Regions from separate parts of the Mus musculus genome. Here region 2 is linked to region 1. The links are chromatin contacts, called in public HiChIP or PLAC-seq maps. All regions are on one chromosome and are shown on one strand. Each heading gives the region's core, a stretch centred on a gene start, on an enhancer-like site or on the middle of the called end of the contact. The rest is flanking DNA. Distances are from core to core; before and after follow the strand shown. Region 1 holds the start of Oas3 (2'-5' oligoadenylate synthetase 3). Region 2 overlaps Oas2 (2'-5' oligoadenylate synthetase 2).

The links. HiChIP or PLAC-seq counts read pairs in DNA pulled down with a chosen protein or histone mark.
Region 2: a contact with region 1 is called in an H3K27ac HiChIP or PLAC-seq map of embryonic stem cells, with 8 read pairs. The contact joins the enhancer-like site here to the promoter of Oas3 in region 1. A contact is called at or near these places in 2 of 39 promoter capture datasets (embryonic stem cells and macrophages), 2 of 15 datasets of contacts at CTCF or cohesin (CD8 T cells and embryonic stem cells), 5 of 484 Hi-C or Micro-C datasets (bone marrow-derived macrophages, differentiating embryonic stem cells and embryonic stem cells), 6 of 115 datasets of contacts at active chromatin or transcription factors (CD8 T cells, bone marrow-derived dendritic cells, embryonic stem cells and 1 more) and 3 of 9 other capture datasets (adipose tissue, liver and pancreatic islet).

What each region holds. Positions count from the first base shown.
Region 1 is chr5:120,775,718-120,781,602 of GRCm38.p6, forward strand. It overlaps Oas3 (2'-5' oligoadenylate synthetase 3), which reads right to left and starts at 1,942. Exons shown (of 16, transcript NM_145226.2): 1 at 1,734-1,942. The coding sequence starts at 1,907.
Region 2 is chr5:120,730,359-120,735,827 of GRCm38.p6, forward strand. Oas2 (2'-5' oligoadenylate synthetase 2) reads right to left here. Exons shown (of 11, transcript NM_145227.3): 9 at 4,622-4,860; 10 at 3,056-3,209; 11 at 1-1,600. The coding sequence ends at 1,535. Among named protein-coding and RNA genes, the nearest start is that of Oas2, 17 kb to the right of the region's middle. Within about 2 kb of position 2,558, at least 14 of the 459 cell types and tissues checked have an H3K27ac peak or open chromatin away from gene starts, as enhancers often do. A contact at or near this core is called in embryonic stem cells, where this site is marked.

The DNA.
Region 1 (5,885 bases), core at 692-3,191:
TGCTGAGTGTGGGCCCCCAAGACCTGGAGTCTGCGCCCAAATTATTTCTGATTGGCGAATAAAGATCCTGGCAGCCAATAGCTGGGCAGAAGAGACATGGGTGGTTTAGGTTTCCTGGGCTTGTGGTCTGAGGAGAACCACAAGGAAAAGAAGGCGGTGGAGGGGGAGAAGCTGCTGTGGGTTAGGTGAGTCATAGAAACGTGGTCCCGAGGGCTGGCCAATCAGAGTTAAGAGCAGCCCAGATGAAACATAGTAAGTGATAACTTAGGGTTATTGATGGGAAAGTAGATTCTAATAGCATAGAAGGTAGGTATCTGCCCAGCTCTTGTGCTGTTTAAGGCTTACTGTAAATATAAAGGCTGTGTGTGTCTTTTATCTGGGGGCTGAATGATCAAAGGCAGGGTAGAAACTCTACGCTGGGATTAAAAATCTCTACGACAGAGGAGAGGGGGTTCCCAGCTGACATCTCAGGGGCACAATGAGGGTCTTCCCCGCCATCCTGTATTTAGCTCAGTTATGGTTTTCAAACCCATCCCATGAGGAGTTTAAAGAGGTCTTGCTCCATGAACCCTGTTCCTTCCACCCCCACCCCTACCCGATCCTCTTTGGGCGGTTGAAAGGAGACTTTGTAGCCTCTGGTGGACCACACCTGTAACCCCCAGTACACAAGGGCCAAGTTAGGTCTGAAATAATGGCCTGGTGATGTTTATATTACTCACTGCTCATATATTACTCACTGCTCATCAACCCTCACCCGAGGACCTCTCCACTCTCTAATGCAACTGTGCCCTAAACTGTTCCTGGCCTGAGGTATATCGCTTGGGAGACTGGGAGGAGGGGAGAGCCTGTGCAGCTTACAGAAGGCCTGGTCTCTGCTGGTGAAGACTTTCCAGTGGGGCCCACTTCCCTAGGCTCAGTAAGGAAGACCAATAGATTCATTGTTTCCCAGAGTGACCTGTGGCGGATTGTTTCCTGTTAACCCCTGGGGCTTTAGGAGGAGGGATACACATCCCCCATTCCCTAGAAGGAATTCAGCCACACCTGAGATGCAGAAGCAGGCTCTGTCTCCCAGACCCAAGCCTCCTTCCACATCTCCAGCTCAGATGCAGCCTCAGGAACTGTCAGGTGACCCGAGACCTGCCCAGGACAATCTCTAGTCTCACTGTGCCCCTCCTAGGTCCCTATGATGCCCCTGCATCAGCAGGTTTACCAGGCTTAAGGCGGCTCAGAGTTTATCTCCCCCTAGTTCTCTGAGAAGCCAAAGGTTCTTGGGCGGCCTGGCAGGATGCCCAGGTGACACAGTGTGGCTTAGAGTAGCAGCTCAGCTCCACTCAGCCTCAGTTTCCCCACTCCTAAAGCTGGCAGTAATCCCTACCTCAGGTGCCATGTTGGTGAGGGAGTCTGTGTGCTTTAGCCGGGTCATGTTCTTTTTCTCAAAGACTGGGTCCCAATGGGTGTGAGTGCGTGATCCCCCTGCCTCAGATCAGCGAGGCTCAGGCAGTGTGAAGTTAGAGTCTGAGTGATTGAGTGAATGAGTGAATGAGACAGCCTTTAGGAGAGCATAGGAAGCCATCAGGTGACCCAGTGTGGCCCTGGCTGGGCCTTTACCCTGGAAGTGTAACTTGGGTTTTGATGCCTCAGTTTCCCCACAGACTGGCTGGTTATAGCAACACCTGAGCCATCCCTCAAGAAGACCCTGAAGGTGTTTGCCCTGGGGTGCCCCACCCTCTCACCTTGGCAATCCTTATCACTCTTGGTCTCTGTGACCCTCGGGCTCTGTGCTGCTGTAGGGTGATGTTTAGCGACCCCAGAGCACCCCGTACGGCTGCTGTGAACTCAGGGGCTGGGTGCAGGTTGTGGGCCACCAGCTTATCCAGAGCTCCGGCTGGCGTGTGGAACAGGTCCATGTTGACCGGTACTCTCAGTAGAGTTTCGTTTCTCTCCAGGGCTTCTTGGGGGTGTTCCTGAGGTGACAGTGGGTGTGTTCCCTGAGTCACCTCCCTTCACTTTCGTTTTCTCCTCCCTGCTGAGTTCCTCTCTTCCCTGACTCAGGCTCAGGGTGTTTGTTGAGATTATCTGTTTATGGTTCTGCTGTCTCCTGGTGTGACTTCTGACCCTCTGGGCAGCCTGGGAACATTGGGGACCAGGCTCACAGGTCCCCTAGGTCCCCTGAGGCTTCCTGACCTCCTATTTGGGGACCCAAGATAGGCTGCCACAGAGCACCTCAGAGCCAGGCCTGAGGAAGCAGAGCCCCCCACAGTCCTCCCCACCCAAGTTCTCATCTATTGTTTTGCTGTGCTGCCCTGTGTTAACCTCTCTGGGCCTCAGTTTTTTCCATCTGTAAAAATGGGGTTATATTAATGAGCCTCCATTAAATGCCTGGTAGTGGTCTTAACATAAGTATGCAGGGTGGCAGATGGACAGAGAGGTTGAGTAAGTCATCTAGCATCACACAGCATGACTGTCAGAGTTAGAATCTGAACCCAGGTCTTCCAGTCCCAGGCATCCTGACTTTTTGCTCCTTGCTCTGCTGAGGCACAACGATGCTCCAAGAGGAGACATCAGATTGATGAGTGTGAGGCCCTTGGCTGGGGCTGCACAAAGGACTAAGGTAAGAAATGAGGGCTTCTGTGCTTAGCGCCCTGTTTGTGGGAGGAGATGCTGAAGACAGAAGCAAGGGCAAGTTCAGATTGGAGGCCAAGTGATGGTTCTGCTGCACGCCTGCGTGTTTGTGTGTGTGCATGTGTCTGTGTGTGTGTGTAGGGCATGTGTGTCGGAACATGTGTGTCTGTACTTGTGTGCGCGTGCATGTGCATATGTGTTCACACATGTGTATGTGTGCATGTGAGTGTCTGTCTGTGTATGTATTCATACGTCTGTACATGTGCACATGTGTGCGTGTACATGCGTGTCTGCATCTCTGTGTATGTGTGTGTGCGTGTGTGTCTGCCAGCCAAAACTGCACAAGTGTGGAACAGAGAGTCCGGTTTGTGTGTGTTGAGAACCTAGTGTCTTCAAGTGCTAATCACAGCTGACAGTGTGTGTGTGTGTGTGTGTGTGTGTGTGTGTGAGAGAGAGAGAGAGAGAGAGAGAGAGAGAACTGATATGAATAGGCTATAGTCTGGGGGGCACGATTTGAACACTCCAGGACAGAATATCTTTTTAGATGACAGTGTAATGATGTGGCCATCTAAACCCATCACCTGCCTCAGTCATCACACAGCTTGGCTCTGTTCACTGGAAGAGGCCATGGCCCTGGGGATTGAAAGGATCCAAAGGCATCCTTAGTCTCCTGTGGTCACTTTAGCTGGGGAATAAAGTAAGGGGGTTTCGAGCTATGCCAAACAGCTAGGCAGTCAAAGATAAGTGGGGAAGGCACATGTCATAGCCACATCCTGTGCCTGGGAGCCCTGGGAATCTGTTCTGTTTTAGAGCAGCGAGTGCAGACTGACACACCCTGCCCACCCACCTCCTAGCACCTTTGTTTCCTGTAAGATCTGCTGGGTCCAGGGTTACTGATCTACACATGTCTAGAAGGGACCAAGGAGCTGGGATGTTCCCTGGCCTTTCTTCAAGAGGAGAAAGGACTCTCAGGACCTCAAGGTGCAATCTTATTAGGAGATGAGGCTGTGCTCAAGGACAGTCATTAGGATAGGTCCTGGCCTGAGGCAGCTGGGCTTCTCCTGTGACAGAGTCAGTGGTCAGAGTGTGGTGGTGGTGGTGGTGGTGGTGGTGGTGGGTGGAGGCAGAGGTAGGACAGCAGAACCCAGCAGAAGATAGAATCTCACTTGCAACCTGGGAGGGGAGCTGCCTGCTGATGTCTAGACTTGTGGTTTGTAACCCAGACCCTTGAAGGTCTTTAACCTCACCCCCACCCACACTGTCACTTTGCCACAGGCGTATTTACACAGTTTGTCCCCACAGCCCCTATGAAATGGACCTGGCCCCTTTGCCTTCCTAGTGACTCTGGGTCTGTCGCTCACACACCATCTGCTTCTCTTATTTCTGTTTCTTTTGGGTTTTGTTCCCACCTCTGGGTCTTTACTGAGTCTGTTCCCAGCACCCTGCATGCTGTTTCACTTTTGCAATTGGCTGGAGGTCCTGAGTTCTTCTGTCCTTGGCTAAGAGGTCCCTGCCTCAAGGAGCAACTCAGGAGCCCTTTCCAGGGTCCCGGGGTAGAGTCAGCTGCCCTCCCCACCTCCCATAGAGTCTTATAAACTGAACTTCCTGAGAAAGGGGAGGAAGAACAAGAAGGAAAACCACGTGGGTCCTAAAGACTCTCCAAGGCTGAATATCTAATTAGAACTTAGTGATAGAGAGCTGGAATGTTGACAAGCCAGAGAAAAATTATCTTGGACTCTCTTCAGCACTTTTAGTAGTCAGTCAATGCCCACCATTGGATCTAGCCTAGCACTCTCGGAACGCTGAGGTAAAGCCTGTGGAATGTGTTCTGGCAGAACTTCAGGTTCCAATTGCAGAAGCTAAGAATATCTTCAGACAATATTTCCTCTTTGCATTAACCAGCCTACCCACATCTCACCCACATTCCCACCAAAGTATTTGGTAAGTGTCTTGTTTACAACTTCTTTTGTTCTGTAAGTATTTCCAGCTCAGACTCCTTTCCAGGAGAAAGCCCTCATCAATGTCCAGGGCTGTGGTCGCTCATCAGGGTAAGAGCTGTGTTTTCATGGATCCCTCCAATAAACAGTCTGTGTCACTTCATGATTTGAAGTGAGCCAGCCCTGCTGGAGAGCACCTGTCTCCCAGCACATAGGTCCCGGGCTTCCTGACATTTGTCTCCTCAATCCTGAATGTGAGACATGGCCTGAACCAAGCCTGTAGGAAGCATTGAGTGTGTGTGTGTGTGTATGTACATCTATGTGTGTGCGTGTGTCTGCCTGTCTGTCTATGTGGTGTATCTGTCTGTCTCTGTGCCTGTGCAGTTGCATGTGTACCAGTTTCTCTGCGTGTATGTGCGTCTGTCTATCTGTCTGTCTTCCAGTCTCTTTGGATGTGTGTGTGTGTGTCTGTCTGTGGTATATCTGTCTGTCTCCGTGCCTGTGTACCTGTGTGTGTACCAGTCTCTCTGCATGTGTGTCTGTCTGTCTCTGTCTGCCAGTCTGTGTGTGCATCTATGTATATGTCCATGAATTTGTGTGTGTATGTGTGTGTGTGTGTATGTATGTGTGTGTGTCTGCCTGTCTATCTGTGTGGTGTATCTGTCTGTCTCTGTGCCTGTGCAGTTGCATGTGTACCAGTCTCTGCATGTGTGTCTGTCTGCCAGTCTTTCTGCATGTGTGTGTGTGTGTCTGTCTGTCTGTCTGTCTATGTTCACTTGTTGAGGTCAGAGGCCAATTCTCTCTCACTTTCTCTCGTATTTTTTGAGTCATGATCTCTCACTGAACCTGGAATCCAGGGGCTAGGTGTAAGTAGGTGGCGGGCAATCCCAAATGCCTTTCTGTCTCTGTCCTTCCTAGCCCTGGGTGGGGGGAAGTTACCTTTAGCCACACCCAGGTCTCATGGATGCTGGGATTCAGCTCATGTTCTCACAGCTGCATGGAGAGCCCTCACATCTCCCCAGAGCAGGAACACGTTTTGAATAATCATGAGCAAGCCATGCTGGCAGTGTGAGTGACCCTGTTGGCTTTCTGAGCACATTGTAACTGGGGCTGGAAAGACACTGCAAGAGTGAGAATTGGGAGGCTGACAAGATGGTTCAGCAGGTAAGAGCACTGACTGCTCTTCTGAAGATCCTGAGTTCAAATCCCAGCAACCACATGGTGGTTCACAACCACCCGTAATGAGATCTGACGCTCTCTTCTGGTGTGTCTGAAGTCAGCTACAGTGTACTTATGTATAATAATAAATAAATCTTTGGGCTGGAG
Region 2 (5,469 bases), core at 1,308-3,807, 45 kb before region 1:
GCATATAAATGAACAGCCAACTGCAGAGTCCCCAGGGAGGGGACTGACCCAGGATCTTCTGTCCCATGGAGGTCAGAGTCTACCTTGTTGATACATTGGGATGTTTATCAGTAAAGATTCCTGGAACTTCCTTATCCAGAGAATTTGGTGGGGCCTTAGCACCTAGGGATGTCGGGTTCCATCACTCGGCATGAGATTTGAACCCCACCTTCAGCCCCATCTCTCCCCTGAAGAAGGGCCAGAAGGGTTCTGATCCTCTAATCACATGCCTAGGATTTCTGTCTGGGCTGGGCTAGCCCAGCCTGAGCCACCTCAAAGCATACATCAGAAATGGATGAAGGTGTTTACATAGAAGTCAACTCCCTGGGATGTTGCACGGCTCTGCTTAAAAGTTGCACAGTGGCCAGGCATGATCCTCAATGCATCAGAGCAAGCACAGGCAGAAAAAAGGCTCAGCCTTACTTGGGGATGCGAAGGGCTTAGACCTCATGTCTCTGTGCAGTTAAAGCCCTGGGGTGAAGGCTCCCTGGGCAGCCAGCAAGAGATATCAACCAGCATTTGGTGTGTGTAAAATGTTATGCAGGGCTATTCACTGAGCCACACTGGCACCATCTTTAGGAGTCCACCAGAGCCTGCTTATCAATGAACATCACAGCTGGGCTTGTTGACTGTTATCTTCACTCTTGGAAGGGAGGTGGGCTGGGAAGGTTATGGGACCCTCACCTGAGTTATTTAGCAAGTGGTTTCAACCAGCTGCATGCTATTCTGCCCTGATTGCACAGGATCTCTGAGAGGGGCTAGAGGATACAGGAGGAAAGATGAGGGGAGGGGTTCTCTTTATGCAGCCCCAGGGAAGCCATCTGCACCCATCTAGCTGGGTGCAGATCTTCTAGTGTGGCAGCTTCAAAGGCCTGTAACCCCTCTCCTGTGAGCAGCTAAGCTCAATCAGGGAAGCTTTGGCTTCTCAGGGAAGGGAGAAATGCAGCTTAGTTTGTCCTGGGACATTAAGAGAGGTAGATATTGTTTACATTTCCCCAAGAGAAAGGGTTTTAACAGCAGAGGTGGAGGGAGGGGAGTTGGCTAGCTGCTGGATGGATGGTACATCTCTGTATCCACAGGGACAGGGAAAGAGACAGGCAAAGACGCACAATGGAAGACTCCGAGGGCTAGTTGGGATTGACAATGCTGAAGGGCTAGGGAGGGCCTTAACCTTAGTGACACAGGGTGAGTCTGGAGCTGCTGACTAGAGACTAACAGAGCAGGAGGCAGGAAAATAACTGCACAGAATACAGACAAAACCAGAACCCATCGAGCTGCATGGGGCAAGTGTCTCTGAAGGAGGTCACTCACACAGAGCAGGGCCTGTGCTGTGAGACCCTGGGGGAGGAGGAAGGATAATCCCATGTCTTGATTCCAAGAAGGAAGAATAGAGGTGCGAGCCTGCCAGAGAGGACTGAACCAGGCTCCCTTTTCTAACACAGTCTGAGTCTTTGCCAGATCACTCCAGAAGCGTCTTCCAGAGCTGAATGGACTCCTACTTAGTAACTCCACCCACAGTGGGGTAGATCTGACCTCCACAGCTTCCGGGGGTCTGCATTACCTGGAGAGAGAGGGAGAGGAAGCTTAAAGAAGGGCATATTGGCGCATCCCTTTAATTCCAGGAGAGGCAAGTGGATCTCTGTGAGTTAAGGCCAGTCTGGACTCCATAGGGAGTTTCAGGACAGCCAGAGCTACGCAGTAAGATCCTGTCTCCAGAAAAGAATCTGGAAAACATATTTGGGAAACTGTGATCAAAGACAAACACAACCAGTAGACTGCTTCAGGTTTGGCTAATGTGGCCTGTCACCCTGCAGATGAAGACAGGGGCACGCCCCTGAGGTATGGGGTCTCACCAGGGACAAACTTTCTCTCACCAGAAGATACAACACTATATCTTGGGTTTTTGTTGTTGTTTGTTTTGTTTTGTTTTTGTTTTGTTTTGTTTGGGGGGGGAACATCTAGAAGAGACTGGGACAGTGTTCAGCAACCTACACTGCACGACACAGCCCCCTCAACTTGTCCCCAGTTGTCAATGGTGCCAAGGAAGGACAGAAAGGAGAACAGAGTGTGCCTGCCTGTGGGAGGGTGGCCTGGAGGGCTGTGCCCAGTGTGTATCGGGTGGAGGAGGAGGAAGCTCCCAACAGGAGAAGAAACAACTTTGATTTGATGGCCACTTTCAAAATTACGAGTATGGCCATGTAACAATTCTAGATTTTTAACGTGTGAGAATGTGACAATGAAACTTCTAAGCCAATCCCATGTCCTCCCTGCTCCCCCTTTTACATATACATATCCATATCTGTTTCCATGTATGTATGTGCATATGTTTACATGTTCGTGGCCCCAGGTGCTGTCAGGAGTCATCTGTCATCCTCAGTCACTATTTCACCTTAGTTACTGAGCCAGGGTCTGTTAATCAAATCCAGAACTAGCTGAGCTAATCAGCTTGCTCTGGGGATTCCATGGACTCAGCCTTCCAAGGCTGGAATCCTAGGCAGGCTGCCACACCCAGCCAGCCTCAGAATCCCAGACTCTCCATTCTTTCCCCCATCTTCCGGTTGGGTGAAGCTGCAAGGTGCAGGCACCCCATTGGGTTCAGGGCCACTTGTGCTAAAAATAGATCAGAGAGCTAGACAGTGGTACCCTTACTTCCAGGGGATAATTGATAGTGTCTGCTGTCATTTTGATTGGGGCATGGGTGCTGCTGCCAGGTAGGGATAGGGTAGATCAAGGCACCACCTAGACAAATGACAAAAAGCCTTGGTCCTGCCACAAGATCCCTCCTGTAGTGAACACTCCCACCATGTCACTTGTCTTTAGATCTCTAGGTACCTGGGAAGGGAGAGAGAGAGAGAGAGAGAGAGAGAGAGAGAGAGAGAGAATGTAGTAACTGACTGAACTCTTAGAGTCCAGTTTTTAAATCTTTGGGGGCTCAGCAATCCCAACCTACTACACTAAGAAAGCCTTTGATTAGAATCTGTGACGGGCCCACCCCTGTTCTTTAGAGGGCTCTTACTGGCACTTTCCAAGGCTGTACCAGGCCTTTTTGCTCCACTTGGAAACAAGGGGAGGACAGCCACTCCTTCGCTTCTTCAGCTAGAAGATGCCAGCACCAGCGGTCACCTCCTCCCACATCGCCTGTGGGATCTGCTGGATCCAGGATTACAGGCCTAAAGGAGAGGTTAGATAGTGTGAAAGGGTTGCTGTCAAGATTCCTGGCTTCAGCTTTCAGGGTTGGCCCTGTTTTTGCTAATGATACAATGTGTCTGGCAGCCCAGGTTAAACAATTGGAAATTACTTAAGAGTCAAAGTTACTTCCTAGAATTGTTACATTTGAAGAACAACTCTCCCCCGCCCCACCCACCAAATAGAAGTTATTTAAGGTAGACAGTAAGGCATACCTTGACCACCTCTTTTCAAGAGACTCTAGCCCAACTAGAAGTTGTCACACAATGCAATGTTGCTAAGTAGTTGTTGAATTGCAAAATTGCTGGGGTTGGGGAGTGGGGATTGGAGGTGGGGAGATAGGCTGGTGAACTTATGCGCATGTGCAGGCAAGCCCAGTGATCCTGGTCTTAATGCTCTTGTTTCTTCCCTTCGCTGTTTTATTTTCTCCCCCTTTTCCCTTTCTTCCTCTACCTTTGTTTCTTGCTCATGGTATGGAGTATATTCTCTGAGGACCCCTCCCTTTATTTAAATAATTTGGGGAGGGGGGACAGTTTACTATGTGGACAAGCCTATCATCTAATTTAACGTCCTCCTGACCGGGTGTGGTGGCGCATGCCTTTAATCCCAACACTCAGGAGGCAGAGGCAGGCAGATCTCTGTAAATTGGAGAGTTCCAGGACAGCTGGCTATGGAAAGAGACCTTGTCTTAAACAAACAAAAGGAAGAATGAATAAATAACAAAACAACAACATATCTTCCACCTTTTGGCCTCCGAAATGCTGGGACTGTGGCAGGTACCACCTTGCCTGGTTTTATCCTTTTAGTTCTGAAAGATAAAACCAGATCTGACTAGATGCTAATGACAGGGGCTGGATAAAGGGTAACTGAGTTTGCTGCCAAGTCGACAACCTGAGTTTGATTCTCTTAGACCCACTCGGTGGGAGGAGAGAACTGACTCTGGAAAGTTGTCCTTTGACTTGCTGTGGTGTGCGCATGCTTGCGTGCACAGGGGTGGCTGGTCAGGGCTGGGAACCACTGCTCTGTTTCTCAGGGATTAGCCTGCCATCTCAGACCCATCTCTGATTGTCTAGCGTGCGCGCACGTGCGCACGCACACACACACACACACACACACACACACACACACACACACACACACATTTCCATGTGACATAACAAGAAAAGCAGAGTGAATGCTCTCTGCCTGCTGCCTGCTTCTTCATCCCTCCTGGTTGGCAAGCCCCTCCCACACCGAGGTTGGGTTTTTCTCCTCTCTCAGTTTCAAGCTGGGAAGGAACAAGACACACACACCCCCACCCCCACCCCCACCCCTGCGGGGAGAAGAATCTAGGTCATGGAAGAAATAGTGTGGAAGGGAATCGGGTTAATTCAGAACGGGGAGGGAGAGTAGGCACCTCTTTTTCTGGATCTGGGTCAGTAGGAACTTCCGCATGTATTCCTCTTCAAAGTTGTAATTGACTGTCCAGAAGATGCAGAGCTGCCGGTATTTTATAACCAGGTCCAGGACGGTCCGGAAGCCTTCAGCAATGTCAAAGTCATCTGTGCCACTGCCCTGCTCCCAGGCATACACGGTGAGCAGCTCCAGGGCGTACTTTGGGGGTAAAGATGCTTTTGGCTTCATCTTCCTTTCATACTGGTGGGGAGAGTGGGGATGTCAGGTGACCTCGGCAAGGCAGAAGAGCCCCGTGTGTCTCCTGGATTGCTTGGGTTGCTGCAGAGGCAACCTGGGTTATGAAATAGAACTTGGACAAGGGAGACCCTGAGTTCTAGGTAGGCCTGCTAGACTCAGGCAGTGTGGCACACACACAGTGTTCTGCATCTATGCAACCATGCTGGCTGATGGGACCCTCTGTATGCTAGTTATGGGCCCTGCAACATGGATTGCCATATAAGAGGAAGACAGGGGGGCTTGAAGTCACGTGACTTGCTGAAAGTCAAGCCAGAGATTCCCCACCCCACTAACCCTCAGGTATCCATGGTGACTCTAGGTTCAGGGGGCAGCTTCCTGCTGCCTTTTGAGAGAGAGCAAGAGAGCATTGTGTGTTACACAGCATGACACTGGCAACCTGTGGCACACAGCCCTAACTTTCCATCCACGCATCTCAGGAGAGAACTTGGCTGAAGCCAAACTCTTTGGCCAGCCGAGGTCTGAAATTGCCACACATTGCTTTGCGCTAGGAGGCCCAATAGACCTGACCTAGGCTATCCTGGTAGAAGATAATGAGAAGATCCATGGCTTAAA